Linked DNA regions of Mus musculus: regions 2, 3 and 4 are each linked to region 1. The links are chromatin contacts, called in public Hi-C maps. All regions are on one chromosome and are shown on one strand. Each heading gives the region's core, a stretch centred on a gene start, on an enhancer-like site or on the middle of the called end of the contact. The rest is flanking DNA. Distances are from core to core; before and after follow the strand shown.

Region 1 (3,960 bases), core at 754-3,253:
GATGGAGCCTGGAAGGTTCTAAACAGACAAGGAGTCACTGGCAGGTCACTGTGTCTGAACACGTAGACAAGCAGAACGCTCATTAAGACTTGTGTGTGCTGAGCATCTCCAGGCAGTAAGAATAACTTTGTATTGTGCACAGCTTATCTCTGCTGCATAGAGTTGCATGATTAGATCAGATTGTGAGCCCGTAATACCAGCAAGCTGGCATCTGCTTGTCTTTGTACTTGTGAGAGCATCAAGCTAACACTCACGGAACCATCCTGAGTGCACAGGATCTCCATAGCGGCACCATGGACACCACGGAGAATCACTGATAAGGGGATGAAATATTAATGCCTTACAATATCTGATATCACTATTTCTTCCAAATGTCCCAGGAGGTCCTAATATGCTGTCAAGACCGGGACTGTGGAGCTGAATATGAACTGGGATTCAACATCTCTGCACGAGCTGTGACTAGGGATGGCGAATAAAGGCAGATGCTCTTGGAGTCCAAAGTGAGAGGTTACATCCTGACTCTGACTTCACACAGTCCCGTGGCTTTGAACAAGTCACTTCATTTCTCCAAGCCTGTTTGCTTAAACAAACAGCGTGTCTTCTATCCTTCTATCAAAGGATAATAAAGAGTTCCCTGAAAGCCTTACTTTGGCTTTCTTGGTATTAGGCCATATCCATAAAATGCCTCACATACAATTAAGAGCTATAATACAGCCAGCAAGAGGCACCATTGCTAACAATACCTCTTTGTGGTGCACGGGCTCTTAGGGCCTCCTGTTGTCCTTGGTTTCAAGCCTTTCCCCACAGCCCCCAGCTTATAACTCCCCCTCCCCACAGAACTATTTCACCCCAGTTGCATCTTCTTATCCATTTAATGTTATATGAAGCCACCTTCCTAGCCCACCAACCATTCTGGTTTTAAATCTAGACTTAAAATGTGCAGGTTTCTAAACATTTGAGAGAATGCTCCCCTTTCTTCATGTTTCATGGCAGACATAGTTACCTAGAGATGTCAGGTGACGATGTCAGCTCTTAAGTACCTAAAGTATGGCAAAACTGAGAACAGCCACCAGGGAGAATCCCTCATACTGACTGAGAGTATAGAAGACAGAGCTTGGAAGATTCCGTAGCAGACAGAGTCATTAGCAGGTCACTAAGTCTGAACAGATACACAAGCCAGAACCCTGCCTGCTGAGGGTTCACGCATCGTCAAAGAGACAAAGTGCAGAGAACTGGAAGGACCTGGACACTTTCTCAAATTTTCCATGTCCCACTGAAGGCCAATTTTTGTGAGTGTGCTAATACAATTCTTCATAAGGACACGCTTTGAGCCCAGTGTCTCACAACACAAAAATCTGCTCTGTTCCCAAAGCACCTATGTGCTGAATCCAGACAATTTGCATTTAAGACTTCTCACAACTCTTCTCTCTTCCTACCTGCAGCTAAGTCTGCACGTGACATACCTGATAGGCGCCTATGGTGTCTGTAAAAACCAATATACCATGCATATTAATTGTAAAAACCCAGTATTGCTAAGACGGTCATTTCCATTAAGTTGGTCAGTGAATACCAACCAATCAAACAGCCAACTTCTGTTTTCTTAGTAAAAATTGGTCAACCTACTCTAAAATTAGCATGGGGATACAAAAGATTAAGACTAACCAAAATAATCCTGAAGAGAAAAATATAGAATGAGAGGATTTTCTCTAGCCCCTGAGTTCCCAACACTTCTTCCCAACGGAGCCCTGCCTCGAGCACAGACACCTGTCTGGAATCCTGAAGCCTGATTTTGCTAACCACTTACTGTGCACACACATAAAGCATCATAAGAGTGAGCAGGGTTTCCACTGAAATGCTGAAGGACAGACAGCCTTCCTCCATCTGCAGCCCAGGGTCCCTTCCTGTGAGACTCATCTCTTGGGCGTTCCTAAGTACTTTCTCCCAGACCTGAGGAAGATCCAAATTCTTCACTTCTAACAACCTTCCCTTTCTGGCTAACTGGAACATGCTCTAAAATGTTATATTACACACACACACACACACACACACACACACACACACTCCCTTGGAAGCAACAAGATTTTGACAATATTAAAGGAGGAAGCCTTACTTTCTCCGGTGGGTGGTTAGCTATGACGGTTGTAGCCCTTTTGGTAAATATGTTTGTTGAGTAAATATTGTTATACTCTTTTGCAGGTTCTTCACCATCTCTTAAGTCAAGCGCACAGCGGGTACCATTCAAAGACTCAATCGGCGCACAGGCCTCGTGGGTGTAATAGTCTTCACTGCCTAGGAGGTATCCTGCAAGAAGAATGGGAGAAGAAACAGTCGGCATGGCAGAAAGCTTGTTAGGCAAACGAATGTTCCAGCAGTTAATTGCCTAATGCAACTGATTGCCCATGACGAGGCTAATCAAATGACAGGGCTAATCAGGGTTCTCTTCTTAACATCTCTATATTTGTTAGAGACACCACTGAAATGGCACTACATGGAAATCCAAGGCCCTTCCTCACTTGAGTCTTTTAGAGCATCTGTTCTCGCTTGTCAACTCTTTATACATGGTTGATCTGTGGGAAAAGGTTTTTAGAAATCAGAGTTTAAGTTCAGGAAGCAACCAGATGCTAATTCTTTAAAATTGCCTAAGAAAAAAGATAACGCACCACTAATGTGTTACAAGGTTTTACTTGTAAAATACTAAAAACAGGGTTCAGATCGTGTCATTTGTTGCTACTGAGGTTGGGAGATGGATTTCTGTGGTTATTTATGGACGGGGCCTTTGCCGGAGTTATATTTAGTCAAATGCTGACACCCACTGGTGGAAAAATATAAACCTTTCCTAATACAAGCTCTCTATCCCAGCTGAGCAGCCCCAGAGATCAAAGAGCAGCATTCTGTCTAGACTGTGAACCTTGCCCCGCTGCTCAGAGATGCAGTGCTTACTGAGCCCAGTGGCCTGTCAACTCCCCTGTTTCTAGAGCCCAGATCCCATAACAAAGAGGAAAGCACAGGAGAAACAGAAACGCCCCAACTAATCGTTGTTCTGCAAGTGATCGTGTTTTGAAAATGTGAAAATAAGCTGGGCTGCATATTATGATTAAATTGACAGACTTGCTCAGAAAAGGCCAATCAACAGAGGGCAGAAAGTGGTTAGTGACGGATGGCCCAGGGCTCTGGTTGCCTGGAGGCCCGTGATGACTGCTCATGGGATTTGGTTTCTTTTTGTGACATACATGTGTGTGTGTGTGTGTGTGTGTGTGTGTGTGTGTGGTTTCCTACAACTGAATTGTGGTGATAATGGCACAATCTCTCACATTGTTTAAAAATCGCTAAATTAAATACGTTAATTGGGTAAACTGTATAGTATATGAATTATACCCTAATAAAGCTATTAAAAAGAAATAAACTTTGATGAGCTCTTAGCTATATTCTTAAATATATTCCCTTTTAGTCTTAAAATGATGAAAAATGGGCCTAGCTCTTTCCTTTCTCATGAATTTTGTATACAGTGACAATTAAAGAGTCTTATACAGCTTATGTAATAATTCAATTGATTTTAGATTAACTATTTTTCATGATCAAATAAGTTCAAGGTCCTGAATATAATTAGTATATGACATCAACATAACTTATTGTGTGATTTTATCTATATTTATAGGAAATAAATCCAACATATTTACTACTTAATATGGAATAGAAAAAATTGTATTCACAAAAAAAATAATTTCAGGGCTGGTGAGATGGCTCAATGAGGAAAGGTGCTTGCCACCAAACCTAACAACCTTAGTCTGATCCCTGCGATCCACACAGAGGAAGAAGAGAACGGACTCCTGAAAGCTGTCCTGACTCAGACCTCTACACGTTTGTGTTCTCTCTCTCTCCCTCCCCCTCTCTCTCTCTCTCTCTCTCTCACGCACACGCACGCGCACGCACGCGCGCGCGCGCGCACACACACACACACAC
Region 2 (3,960 bases), core at 873-3,372, 770 kb before region 1:
CAATTAAGTCTGTACAGAAAGAGCTGTTTTACTTTCCACAGAGGCTCCTGATGTTATGAAAGTGCTCATTAGCCATTCTGCAGCACGGTTAGAATGTCTGCCTAGTTTAGAGAGCTATGCCGTGCATTCCTGTCCTCCCAGCACAGGGGAGCAGAGGCAGGAGGATCTCAGGTTTAAGGCGAGCAGGCTGCTCAGTGAACCCATCTCCAAGAAGCAAACAGCTCACCTTGTTGGGAGAAGTTTCTCCACAGTGTGACCAGAAATATTTTGGAACAAAGAAAGTTCAGCCAGTAAGGATTAGGAGAGGCAAATGCTATTCATATACTCCTTTATTTACCTGATTATTCAGGGGTAATTTCATGATGACAATTGTCAATAACCAATTACAATACCAGGAAAATCAAAGAATGGGATTTTCAGAGATGCCATTTTTATTTATTTATTTTTGAAAAAGTATGCTATTTCCTTTTCACATACCAAGCTGAGAGGCCATGCGGACACGTTCCTTGCTAATTTTTGCTTACTGCTGTAAGAAGGACGATTGCCAAGCACTGATTCACACCCACTGTTCTCAAAACCCAGAAGGAAGATGAGGTCAAAAGAAGTCGGAGGGCAGAGAAAATGCTACTCGGACTGGGGAGCTGAGGAAATGGACAGTAAAATATATGTTCTTTGGTTAGCAAAGCGAGGAGGGGCGAGGAGTGCACACATGACAGACACAGCAGCATTCTAAAGCAGAGACAAGAATGTCGAGAGTGCGCTCTTCCTGCTGCCAGATGGAAGGGCTATTATTATAAATGAAAGGCAGCAGCAGTGGGTGCCAGGCACTTTTGTTGTGTGCCAGATTCTGAAGTCCAGATGTAAGCAGGTTACCCCTGGGACAGGACAGGCTTCAGCTCCCGCAGCAGAACAGAACCAATCACGGTTTTCTCGGTGTTGATGATAAGCTGGGCTGTGGAGCCTTCCTTCAGTTCCACTGTGACTAGCATCAGCGACCCACTGTGCACAGTTCTAGCTGCAAACCTGCAAAAACACATAAGAGAGACCTTTTATCCTGAGAGGGGAAAAGGAGGAGCAGACGGCATCCGTTCAAACAGGCTTAAAGTAACTCTTTTTCTTAATGACGCGATTTACTCAAGGAGCCTTACCGTTCCACACCAAAGCCAAGCATCCTTTAGAAAACCAATCAGCTGCCCAGCCCGTGCTTCCCACATGCAGGCAGGCCACCCGAGCGCATCTCACACACGGAACACGCAAAGGAGGCCTATGCTCCTCATTAGTCTGAGCGGCAGAAGCGTGTGGGCACTCTCCATTAGGCTGTACTTAGGAAACACCCCTTGTCCTGACGGCTAAAGTGTCACCACGCACAGGGCTGCTTCAAATGCACTGCCATAGTTTTATTTCTAAGACACAGTAAGAACTATTACCTTTCTCAAAGTGCTTGGAATTTTAATTCCTCATATCTGAAAAGGATGCAAGAAGTTAGATAATTTTATATACATTATAAAATTCTTCCTAAGTCTCAGTGGCTCACGTAAAATATTCAAATTCAATCTCTACTGTTAATGGTGACATGAAACAAAGTCACATGACAGCCGAGCGCCACCCCGTAGCCTCATTTAATATTCAGGACATTAGATCCTTCTTTTTGCTTTAGGATATAATAGAGGCAACTTGAGGTCTAATGTGCTATTACTAAATTCCAAGACACGAAGAAGCTACCAATTACATGGAATTAAAAGCAAAACGAGCCTTGTAACACTGCAGTCGACTGGAAAGCTGCCGGAGGGAGGGAGGCACAGCGGACTTCTGTCAACCCCGCTACTTCACTCTGCATGCACAGGGGACTGCAAGCCTCAGAGGAGGGCTGGCACCCCCTCCTAGGCCTCCATTGCCCCCTGCACATTTTGAGGGGAGGGAGTCTGATTGCAGGGATGATTGGAGAAAGACAAAGTTGCTGTACATGAGCTTCTGAACACACTAACAAGTGTGGAGCAGGTCTGTGACCTGCTGTGACCCCACTTTGCAGGGCCAATCCCCTTTCCCCTCTCTGGGTGACACGTGTCTGAATCTGAGCCATCTGCCTCAATTTGCGCGACATCTTCAGCCACAATGGCACCCAGTTAGCCCTGACAACAGCTCACAATACATACAAATAAAACTGCCGAGCTGACAGCATGCTGCGGACTATTCAAGAGCAAACCAACTGGTCAGTGTCTCATGTCTGACAATTAGCATGGGCCTCGCACAGAGCCAGCGGGGTCCTCAGGGATCTGTTTAATTACCATCAACATAAAAGAGGGAGTTTATCAGGAGACACTCAGAAAAACTTCACTCCCGACTTAATTAAAATATTAGCCACTTAAGCAGGAAGCAGATTCTCTTTAAATCAAAAGTAATTTCTTTTTTGAGTCTTAAAAAATGACATCAAGAGCTTATCTAACACATTAGATTCTTTTTCTTTTTAAAAATCTAACAAGTCGTGTTTGGCCTAAAGAGAACGATGGAAATGAGATCTTCACCGACAACAAGACAACCATCCTCATCTCACTTGGCTGAAAATATTCTCGGCGCTCTGACAACACATAGTAAAACACCAGCTAATGGTGCGTTAGCAAGGCGCGTCAGCAACCTTTCTAACCATTTTCTGCATAGCCTCAAACATGCTGGAAACTTGTAAGAATTAGAGACAGTTTCAACAGAGAGGTGAACCAGTTTAGGAGTGTAAATCACAACCATGTTCCTAAGGAGTTTTGTTTCATTTTTAAAAATAAGCTCCATATATATGTATGTATACACACACACACACACACACACACACACACACACACACACACACACATATATTTATATATATGTATATATGTATGTATATATCTGATTTTTGTATGGGCACACAAGAGGTGAGGCACTGTGGGCACCTCCTCCTTCTTCCCTTTGTGAGAATACATACCACTCCCTCATCTCTTATCACCCCTACAGATGAATGCACTTATCTTGTCTAAATTAAAAGGAAATATGCCTATGTGTCTGTGTGGGTGTCTGCAGGCCCACACAGTCTAGAAGAGGGCTGGGGCCCCCTGAAGCTGAGGGCATAGCCAGTTGTGAGTCACCTTAGGTAGATGCTACAAACTGAACACAAGACCGCTGGAAAGTCAGTTAGCCCGCTTAACTACTGAGCCATTTCTCCAGCCTCCATGTCTAAACTTTAAAGGCGGTTTAGCTTCATAGGAGAATGATAATTCTATAGTTTGCTAAACTAGTCACAAGGATACAGTGGCTCTATATTCCATTCATTTACTCAACTCTCCCCATAGATCTGGTCACCATACTTGTAATTCATTCAACAAATATTTCAACAGAGGTCTCTATCTGACAGGGCTATAATTATGTCAACAGCAGTCTTCTTAGTCCCTTTATTTACTTAACACTTGTGCCTTGGGACCTCAGAGAAGATTATGCCTGAATGGGAACACAGAGCACCATCTGAATGTCAGGCCGGCAGAGCCCCAAGGCACACTTCATTTCTCTTCCATTAACAACGGAAAGAGTTAATGTACAATAACACTGGCTAGGCAAAGACAAATGTCAGTATGTTTATAGAGATTAAAATCAGTATCCTGGGCATGTTTTTCAAATCCTGTTTTAAAATTCTCTGCCTGAAAGATCAGGCACAGGAAAGCCGGGGCGTCTGCTTAGACTGCAGCGGCAGAATGAGCAGAGCACTAAGCAAGCACCCTAGCAACCATGCCACTGCCCCTTAGACACACAGGCGGCTGTGTCCGGCTGGCAGTATGCAGGCTGGAAGCTGTGCCTTAAAGCAGGGACCAGGAGATCAGATGTCCTGACACGCCCACTTCACAGTTCAAAAAGAACGTATTTAATTGGAACATAGCATGATGACAATTGGCTTCTTTGGGTCTGTGGAAGGCAGAAAAACTTCCCAAAGTTACTCATCAT
Region 3 (3,960 bases), core at 599-3,098, 650 kb before region 1:
AGCCCATTTTTATAGCTTTGTCAGGACAAAAAATTTAGAATTCTCTTAAGCCTAACAGGGGCCCCAAATGATTGCTTAACGTCTTTCATCGCTTATAACTTAATGTCCCTTTGGCAAAGGGACATTTTCAAGCCAGGGTCATTCACTGCAGCGAGTAGCTCAAGGCTCCAAAGCAGACAGTGGCGAGCATCACCCCAAAACAGCAATTAGCTCCAGAGCCAGGGTGGAAGATGCTGGGAACATGCTCTGGGAAGGTTTCAGTTCATTTACCCAGCGGTGCCTGTGAGCCCACGGAGAGAACACTAAACCTAAAGTTCAGAGAAAAGGAAAAAAGGAGCAATCTGCTAGTAATGACAACCTGGCACGGAGGGTTAGGAGTGTCTATGAGGGTCCAACAGCTCCGTGAGTTCTAGCTCACTCAGCTACAAGCACCTTAAATACACAGTGTGCATACATATTAACATAAACTTAAAATAGATCTGACTTACAAAGGAAGGTCTTTCCTGACAACCTTACATATTTTGTGACTTCTGTTACAACTTTTCTAATATAAAACCAAAGCTTTTATAGTTTTCAAAAAAGATTCCTAACCTCAAATTCTAAATATGCAATACAAAATTAACTCTATGGCTATCTATGACAAATATGCATTAAAACAGTTATCTAAATAAGAAATCAAAGAAAAAACAAAAGATATGTAAACACTATAGGAATTTAATGCAAAGTCTCAAGGAGATGGCGAAATGTTGAAGAAACAATGGGAGCTTTCTAGTTCCATGCAAAGAAAAACCAAAGTGGACTTAAAACTGCTCCTAAACAGGGAATTTAATTGCTATAATAAAAAAGAATGCATTTGAGTCGTTCAGGAAGCCTATGTTACTCACAAACAAATTATAAATAAGTATAAAGAAAATACATAAACAGAAATGATATACTAAATTAGACAGTGCTAAGAATGAACACACAAAGGAAGGAGTCAACCGTTCTGCTGAGAAGTCCTTACACAACACACTCCCAGGAAATGAAATACACAGATGAACAAAACCTGCAGAGGCTCACAGACCACGCCAGAGAGCACAAAGGCCTGCCTCCTGCTGTCCTCGGGGGCTAGACATGTGCGGAAAGATGACAAGATTACACAAGATGAGGGACTGGGGACACAGGAAAGAGCAACGGGGTGAAATCAGATTATGTGAGTGACGTAAAGCTAAACCCAACATCAATCTCTGGCCTAAGAGACGAGATGAGAAACCCAATTTTGTGGCCTGCCCACAAAGAGATGGCTTTACAGTATTCTAATTTTATCATGAATATTTCTAGAAAAATGTAAACGGGATGGAAATTCAGGAACCCAGGTGAGAACAAAGGAATCACGGGCATGCAGCTACATTCTAATAGTCCCGAAGCGTGTGAGTGTGTCTCTGTGTGTGTGTGTCTGTGTATGTGTGTCTATGTGTGTGTGTGTCTGTGTGTGTCTATGTGTGTGTGTGTGTGTGTAGTTAAAAACAGTGGTTCTCAACATATTTACATTATGATCCATACAGCAGCAGGATTCATGAAGTAGCAACAAAGATAATTTTATGACCGGGGGTCACCACAACATGAGGAACTGTATTAAAGGGTTGCAGCATTAGGAAGGTTGAGAACCACTGATTAAAAGAAAACATGGCATCCATATAAAGGTAAGGAGAAATTCTGTGTGGGCTGATGAAGAAGCTAACAGCACCTCCAGAGGTGCTGGATAGGGCGTGGTTTTCTGCTGCTGCGCTTTTTCCCTCAATGGCTTCACCGTTGATCCACCCATCATAAAGTACATAAACCCAAGAAATAATCTAATCCAAGTCGGTTCTCTCCTTCCAGCACAGGGTCCTCGAGATTGAACTCCAGTTGGCAGGCTCGGCGGCAAGCACCTTTCACCAGGAGGTGAAGTCACCACTTCCCACACAGCTGTTTTTAAGTGATCCGACAATATAGCTTAAGTTAAAGGGGTCCCTAAACTAGAGACAGGTCAACCAGACAGGGCAACGAGGTGGCAAACGCTGTCTTCACAGGCACAACAAGGTGGCAAACGCTGTCTTCACAGGCACAGAAAGAGCTTTTGGAGCACAGAAAGGACCAATGCGGATAGAAAACAGAATTTTGAGCCAAATCATAAGCCACTCTCTCCAGTGATAGGGAAACAGAGCGAGAAGCCAAGGCTGCTCTGTTTACTTTAAGTCTCTATTTGTGGTTAATGTTTATTCTCAAGAACAGAAAAACTTCCTAGCACCTGATCTTTTCCTAAATCTCTTCTATTTGTGCAACTGTGTATTTCTAGATTGAGTAGGAGGCATATTTAACTTAAGATTGAACATATTTTAGAAATTATAATTAGCATTGTATGCAAACCTGAAATTCTCGAAGAAGAGTTGATATGTTGGCTTCATTTGCCAAGTTTGTCAAAATTTCAAGCTACAGTAGAAAAAAAAAAGAGAAAGTAAACATTTTAAAACACAAAAAGGTGAATGTAATAGAGCATAAACATCTAATTAAAAGTTGAGTCTTTTAAAATAAAAAAAAAAAAATCACTGTCATATGGGACTCTATACCCTTGAAGTGATCTTAGTTTGTTTCCTTAAATCTACAGAGACTAGATAATTACACAGTTCTTAAAAAAAATAATTAGGAAATAAATCCCACATCTTCACTAATTGTCTTAATTTTACAATTTATATCTAATTAACCTAAACAATTTGTTAGCTCAACTTGTATTTTTTATTAATAAAGTTAGAAAACAATATGTTCTTCATGTAGTACTTCTGTTTTCCAGATAACAATTAATTTTCTTGATTGGCTACCTTATTTCCTACCTACCCAGATGCTTAGATAATTTTAATCTCTATTCCTGGATTTATAAATGTAAGAAATGTGAAATTAAAAGTCTATACCCACTGAGGTTGTTAGAAATATGTTTTACCCACAGAAAAGATTTAATTATTCTGAAGGTAGGCACAAACAGATGATACCAACAGGAAACTAATTCAAGATGCCTATCAGCACTTTCATATCAAGTACTACATTAACAGTAAATGCGATAAACACTCTAATTAAAAGGCAGAGACTACAGAAAAAAATACTTTATATATTCTGTGTATAGTTTACTTATTTTCTGTATCTGCTGGGAAACTGCTCTCTAAGAATATGACTTGACTATTCATTTTATTTTGATAATATTATTTTTAAGTGCGGGGAAGAGATAAGGTTTCATGTATCACAGGGAGGCTTCACATTTACCATGTAACTACTGACCTGATCTTATTGACACTCCCTCTGAAGTCTGGCATTACAGACCTCCAGTACCACATGGGGTGTGGTAAAATATTTTTCGAATTTAAAAACTTTCTTCATTTTTGGCAGTATAGGGAACTGCCCTAGGTCTTTGAGCATGCTAACCAAGCACCTTGCCACTGAAACACATTATACAAGTCTTTGTTTATACATCTTTTAAAAAATAATCTCAACTCTAAGTGTATATTACACAGAACTGTTTTTCACTAAAACACATAGGATAGAGCTGCCAAGCTGATGCAAAATCATCCCCAAATACTGCTGCCCGCAGGCTCGGGAGATGGAGCAGAACCAGAACAGGAAATCAGCAGCTCAGCTCTGCTTCCACACAACTGGTGTGTGTGTTTATGTTTCACTAACTACCTCAACGGTGGGGAAGGGCAAAGGTTCAACTCAGTATCAAATACAGCCGTTAATCACTCCCTTGACTGAAAATTACCCTGTCCTGTGGCTAACATTAGTGTGACCTGAAATGTTTCATAATTACAAAGTAGGAGTTTGTTTGTTGTTGATGTTAAAAATATCATTGTGTTCAACTTTCTTATGAATAAACCCAGTATCCATGTGAATGACATTGTCTCAACATTTAAAGAGGGCCTCGTCTTTCTCCGTTAGTAAGGTCTCTTACATAGA
Region 4 (3,960 bases), core at 991-3,490, 530 kb before region 1:
TGCAGTATTTTACAGAGATTGAGTTCAGAATGCTCCCTTGGCAAGGCTGCCTGTGGGGTATGGAGGCAGGCTTGCTTCTCATTGCTAACTGAGACAGTTTTGCAGTGCTTCCTGCTTGCTTAGATGGCCCTTTATTAGCAGTGGTTCTAAGCTCTGGGTCCATGGGCTGATCAATTTGGTGAGGCTCCAGTAGCTGTGTGAGGCAGATCAATGGCTATCAAAAATTCTATGAGTCCTTGGATGAGCTATCAGTGAAATGAAATGTTGGTCATAACGAGGGAGAGAGATGAGCAGAGAGAGGGGAGAGAGGGAGGGAGAGAGGAAGGGGAGGAGGAGGGAGGGAAGAAAGGAGAAGGTAGAGAAGAGGGAATTGTTATAAGGATTGAACAGTGGATGCAGACAAAGAGTCTAGCCTAGTGCTTGCAGTCGTGTGACTCAGAAAGATTTTGCTATTGCTACTACTGTGAAAATGTACTATGTTCACTAAAGGAACACATGGAAGAAGGCAAAATATTTTAAATCAATAGAAATATATTATTTTTCTCTTATCTGTTAGATGTTCATAAAAGAAAATTCAAGTTCAAGATTTCATCTGAAATTTAAAAATGGTTACACTGTCTGAAAAAGTTAAGTGCCATTACATAAGATACAGTCAGTAAAAAGCTAGAGAGGGAGAGAGAGGGAGAGAGAGGGAGAGAGAGAGAGAGAGAGAGAGAGAGAGAGAGAGAGAGAGAGAGAGAGAGAGAGAGAGAGAGAGAGAGACTAGGGCTGCCCGTGTGTTTATGGGGCCAACCACTGGAGCATGGGAAACCTACCCTTCTGCAGGGTCCTACTTCCGGTGCCTGGGGCTAGTCCCACCCACTCCTCTTGTGTCCCAGATAACCTCTAGGCTTCCACCAGGACTTTCCCTACCCGTGATCCCACCCACAGGACTTTTATGCTGCCTCAAGCATCCCACTTCAAACCCAGACTTCTCACACACACCTTCTAGGGTCTACCCTGGCGAATAATCCACCCTCCTCATCCATGCATATTCAACAATCAGCCAGTGTCTCTCCTTATCCGGGCCCTCCATGCCTTCACTGCAGAGGGACTCTAGGTTTGAGCTAGTATCCTTGGTACCCATCTGCCAAATCACAGGATTCTCCCACATCCTATCCAACCTATCCACTCAGATCTACCCCCACACTCTAAGGCTTGGAACAGGAAGCACATCCTGTACTCCATCCAGTCCAGTTCCCTACATCTATCTGACTTCATTCCACCCAAGCCATTTAAAAAAAAAAAAAAAAAAAAAAAAAAAAAAAAAAAGCAACAACAACAAAGGCGTAATGCCAGTGGTTCTCAACCTGTGGGTCGCGACCCCCGTGGCAACCCACTATGTCTGAAAAATATTTACATTAGGATTCATAACAACAAGCTAGGCGGTGGTGGCGCACACCTTTGATCCCAGCACTTGGGAGGCAAAGGCAGGTGGATTTCTGAGTTCAAGGCCAGCCTGGTCTACAAAGTGAATTCCAGGACAGCCAGGTCTACACAGAGAAACCCTGTCTGGGGGGGGGGGGGGAAGAAAAAATCAAAAAGGATTCATAACAGCAGCAAAATTACAGTTATGATATATATATATCAGTGAAATCATTTTTTGGTTGGGAGTTACCACAACATGAGCTATATTAAAGGAAGGCTGAGAACCATTGCTCTACAAAGAACCTACCTTCTCATCTTCTCTTCCCCACCCCCAGCCTGTCCCACCCATTACAAACTCAGAACAAAGGAAACACACATAGCTGGGTCTCATTGCAGAAATCCCACCAATCTGAAAGATCAAGCCAGTATCTCCTCTCCAAAACCTGCCAGGCCTGTAGAAGTGCTTGTCAATGAGAATTACCCAGATGAACTCCAGGGCACAGACATTGAAAGAAGAATCACAAACCTACTCAAAGAATCCAAGGAGTTGAAAGACAGAACAAAGAAACAGCTCAATTAAAAGCACGAGGAAGGAGCTTAAGGAGAAAAATGCCTGAGGGAAGCCCTAGAAAACACAGACATAAATAAGGCTGATGGTGTGAGACCTAGGCAACTACTCCATTTTGAATGCAGGCCCCTGCACATATCAACCCTGCAGCCAGCTCCCTAGTCCAAGGAAAAAGACCACAGAGAAGACCTGAGCAGGACGAGATCAGGGCCTGGTCCCACAGCAACAGCCAATCAGGAGAAATCTGTGCTTCTCTAAGGGACCCAGGTGGCCTTGCTGATAAATGACTCAACAGTCCTGAGGGCTGACCTTTAAAACCATTTTGTGAAGGTTCCTTCCTGTTCGAACCAGAAAAACAAGTTTGAAATACTAACCAATCAGAAGCCGACTTAATGTGGAAAATTACTGAGTGTGAGGTATTCTCTACAAAAGCTCTGCCTCCCCTGAGCTCAGGGCTCATTCTGGATCCATTGTGTTGGTGACAGTGAGAGTTCCTGCTCGAGGTTGTAATAAAAGACCCTTATGTGCCTTACATCAGAATGGTGGACTCCTTGGTGGTCCTTGGGGTCTCTGAGATTTGGACATAACATTGGAAGTAACAAAGATGGAATTCAGTGAGGAGGTAGAAACACTGAAGAGGACTCAAGCTGAAATAAAGATGAATAAACAAAAAATGCAGTAGTCCATCTAGGAAACACATAACTTAAAGAACACATCAAGCAGATGACAGAATACTGCATCTCAAAGATAAAATAGAGGACCTAAATCAAATAAGACAAGAACATGAAAAAACATCTTTCAACACAGGAAAGAAATGCACAGGAAATGTGAGACAGCAGGGAAAACCCAAAGCTTTGAATTATAAGCACGGAGGAGGAAGACCCCCTAAGCCAAGGGCATAGACCATTGCTGGGAGACAGAAGTTGGGAAGCAATAGAAAGGGGCTTAGCAGGGCACAAGCAATCTTATCAGGAAAGCATAAAAGGGACACTCCTCAGGCTGGAGGTAAATACAGGAAAGGGAAGGAGGTGGTAAAATAACAATATGGATGTCTGAAAAATCCACAGAGAATCATAGCACTATTTACCTAAAGGAAGTCTACAATGCATAATGTATATGTATCCGTATACAGTTTTAGTGAGCTTCTCTCATCTGGGCTGACAGTGATCCCTCCAAGAGCCAAAGACTGCCTAACAAGATCCTTGAGGCCAGACATGGGAAGCCTTTGTTTGAATTGCCCAGAGACTCCCCAAACATACAATCGATTGCCATGGGGTTCCTGCCCCCAGCTGGTTCTGATTGGTGAATAAAGTTGCTAGCAGCCAATGGCTGGGTAGGGAGATAGAGGCAGGACTGTAGGATTCTCGGGCAAAGGGGATCAGGGAGAAGGCAGAGCTTCCATGATGGGGAAGCAGAAAGATCAGGCATGAGAAGTACAAGTCAGAGAGACGGTCAACATGTAAGACCGTGGCCCCGGGAGGCTGCAGACTTGGATCTGGGGCAACCAAGATGGAATGTGGGTTTTAGTAAATAATAATTCAGGTATGTCAGATGGGAGAGTGTGTTAGCCGTGGGGAGGTTTGAAAGTGCCCGACCATTGAGCTGTTTAAGGCATATTAAACATAAGTGTGTGTGTGTGTGTGTGTGTGTGTGTGTGTGTGTGTGTGTGTGTGTGTGGTATGTGTGTGTGTCTTTCATTCGAGAATCCAGAGATTGGAACGGTTAGCGAGGAACTCTCACTGCCCCCAGGCGATCAGAGTGGATTAACCAGCAGTAGCAAGAGGGTCTATCCTCACCACAACTCACCATGGATCACAGCCAGGTCAGTGAGAGGAGCTACTCAGTGTCACTCCTGTCCTGTAAGTCGGAAGCACCAGTGAGGCAGTAAGGTAGACCATGCTCAAATCCATCACATGATGATTTGAAGATTAAGGTTGAAGTATGAGATGGAGGTTGACGTTAGGTGCCATAAATGTTAATGAGCT

What was found. A called contact is a pair of places that touch in the nucleus more often than the background predicts.
Region 2: a Hi-C map of the N1E-115 cell line shows a contact between it and region 1, with 19 times the contacts expected there. The contact joins two enhancer-like sites. A contact is called at or near these places in 2 of 484 Hi-C or Micro-C datasets (the N1E-115 cell line and cortical neurons).
Region 3: a contact with region 1 is called in a Hi-C map of the N1E-115 cell line, with 7 times the contacts expected there. The contact joins two enhancer-like sites. A contact is called at or near these places in 8 of 484 Hi-C or Micro-C datasets (the G1E-ER4 cell line, the N1E-115 cell line, adipose-derived mesenchymal stem cells and 5 more) and 1 of 115 datasets of contacts at active chromatin or transcription factors (astrocytes).
Region 4: a contact with region 1 is called in a Hi-C map of the N1E-115 cell line, with 4 times the contacts expected there. The contact joins two enhancer-like sites. A contact is called at or near these places in 16 of 484 Hi-C or Micro-C datasets (the HPC-5 cell line, the N1E-115 cell line, Sertoli cells and 9 more), 2 of 115 datasets of contacts at active chromatin or transcription factors (astrocytes and bone marrow-derived dendritic cells) and 1 of 9 other capture datasets (embryonic stem cells).

The regions. Positions count from the first base shown.
Region 1 is chr13:93,792,369-93,796,328 of GRCm38.p6, reverse strand. It overlaps Arsb (arylsulfatase B), which reads right to left. Exons shown (of 8, transcript NM_009712.3): 3 at 2,111-2,301. Among named protein-coding and RNA genes, the nearest start is that of Mir5624, 3.6 kb to the right of the region's middle. Within about 2 kb of position 2,003, at least 1 of the 459 cell types and tissues checked has an H3K27ac peak or open chromatin away from gene starts, as enhancers often do. A contact at or near this core is called in the N1E-115 cell line, where this site is marked.
Region 2 is chr13:94,562,668-94,566,627 of GRCm38.p6, reverse strand. It overlaps Ap3b1 (adaptor-related protein complex 3, beta 1 subunit), which reads right to left. Exons shown (of 27, transcript NM_009680.3): 27 at 312-1,023. The coding sequence ends at 870. Among named protein-coding and RNA genes, the nearest start is that of Gm32305, 130 kb to the left of the region's middle. Within about 2 kb of position 2,122, at least 18 of the 459 cell types and tissues checked have an H3K27ac peak or open chromatin away from gene starts, as enhancers often do. A contact at or near this core is called in the N1E-115 cell line, where this site is marked.
Region 3 is chr13:94,446,944-94,450,903 of GRCm38.p6, reverse strand. Ap3b1 (adaptor-related protein complex 3, beta 1 subunit) reads right to left here. Exons shown (of 27, transcript NM_009680.3): 12 at 2,389-2,451. Among named protein-coding and RNA genes, the nearest start is that of Ap3b1, 90 kb to the right of the region's middle. Within about 2 kb of position 1,848, at least 3 of the 459 cell types and tissues checked have an H3K27ac peak or open chromatin away from gene starts, as enhancers often do. A contact at or near this core is called in the N1E-115 cell line, where this site is marked.
Region 4 is chr13:94,326,576-94,330,535 of GRCm38.p6, reverse strand. No RefSeq gene overlaps it. Among named protein-coding and RNA genes, the nearest start is that of Gm41022, 22 kb to the right of the region's middle. Within about 2 kb of position 2,240, at least 61 of the 459 cell types and tissues checked have an H3K27ac peak or open chromatin away from gene starts, as enhancers often do. A contact at or near this core is called in the N1E-115 cell line, where this site is marked.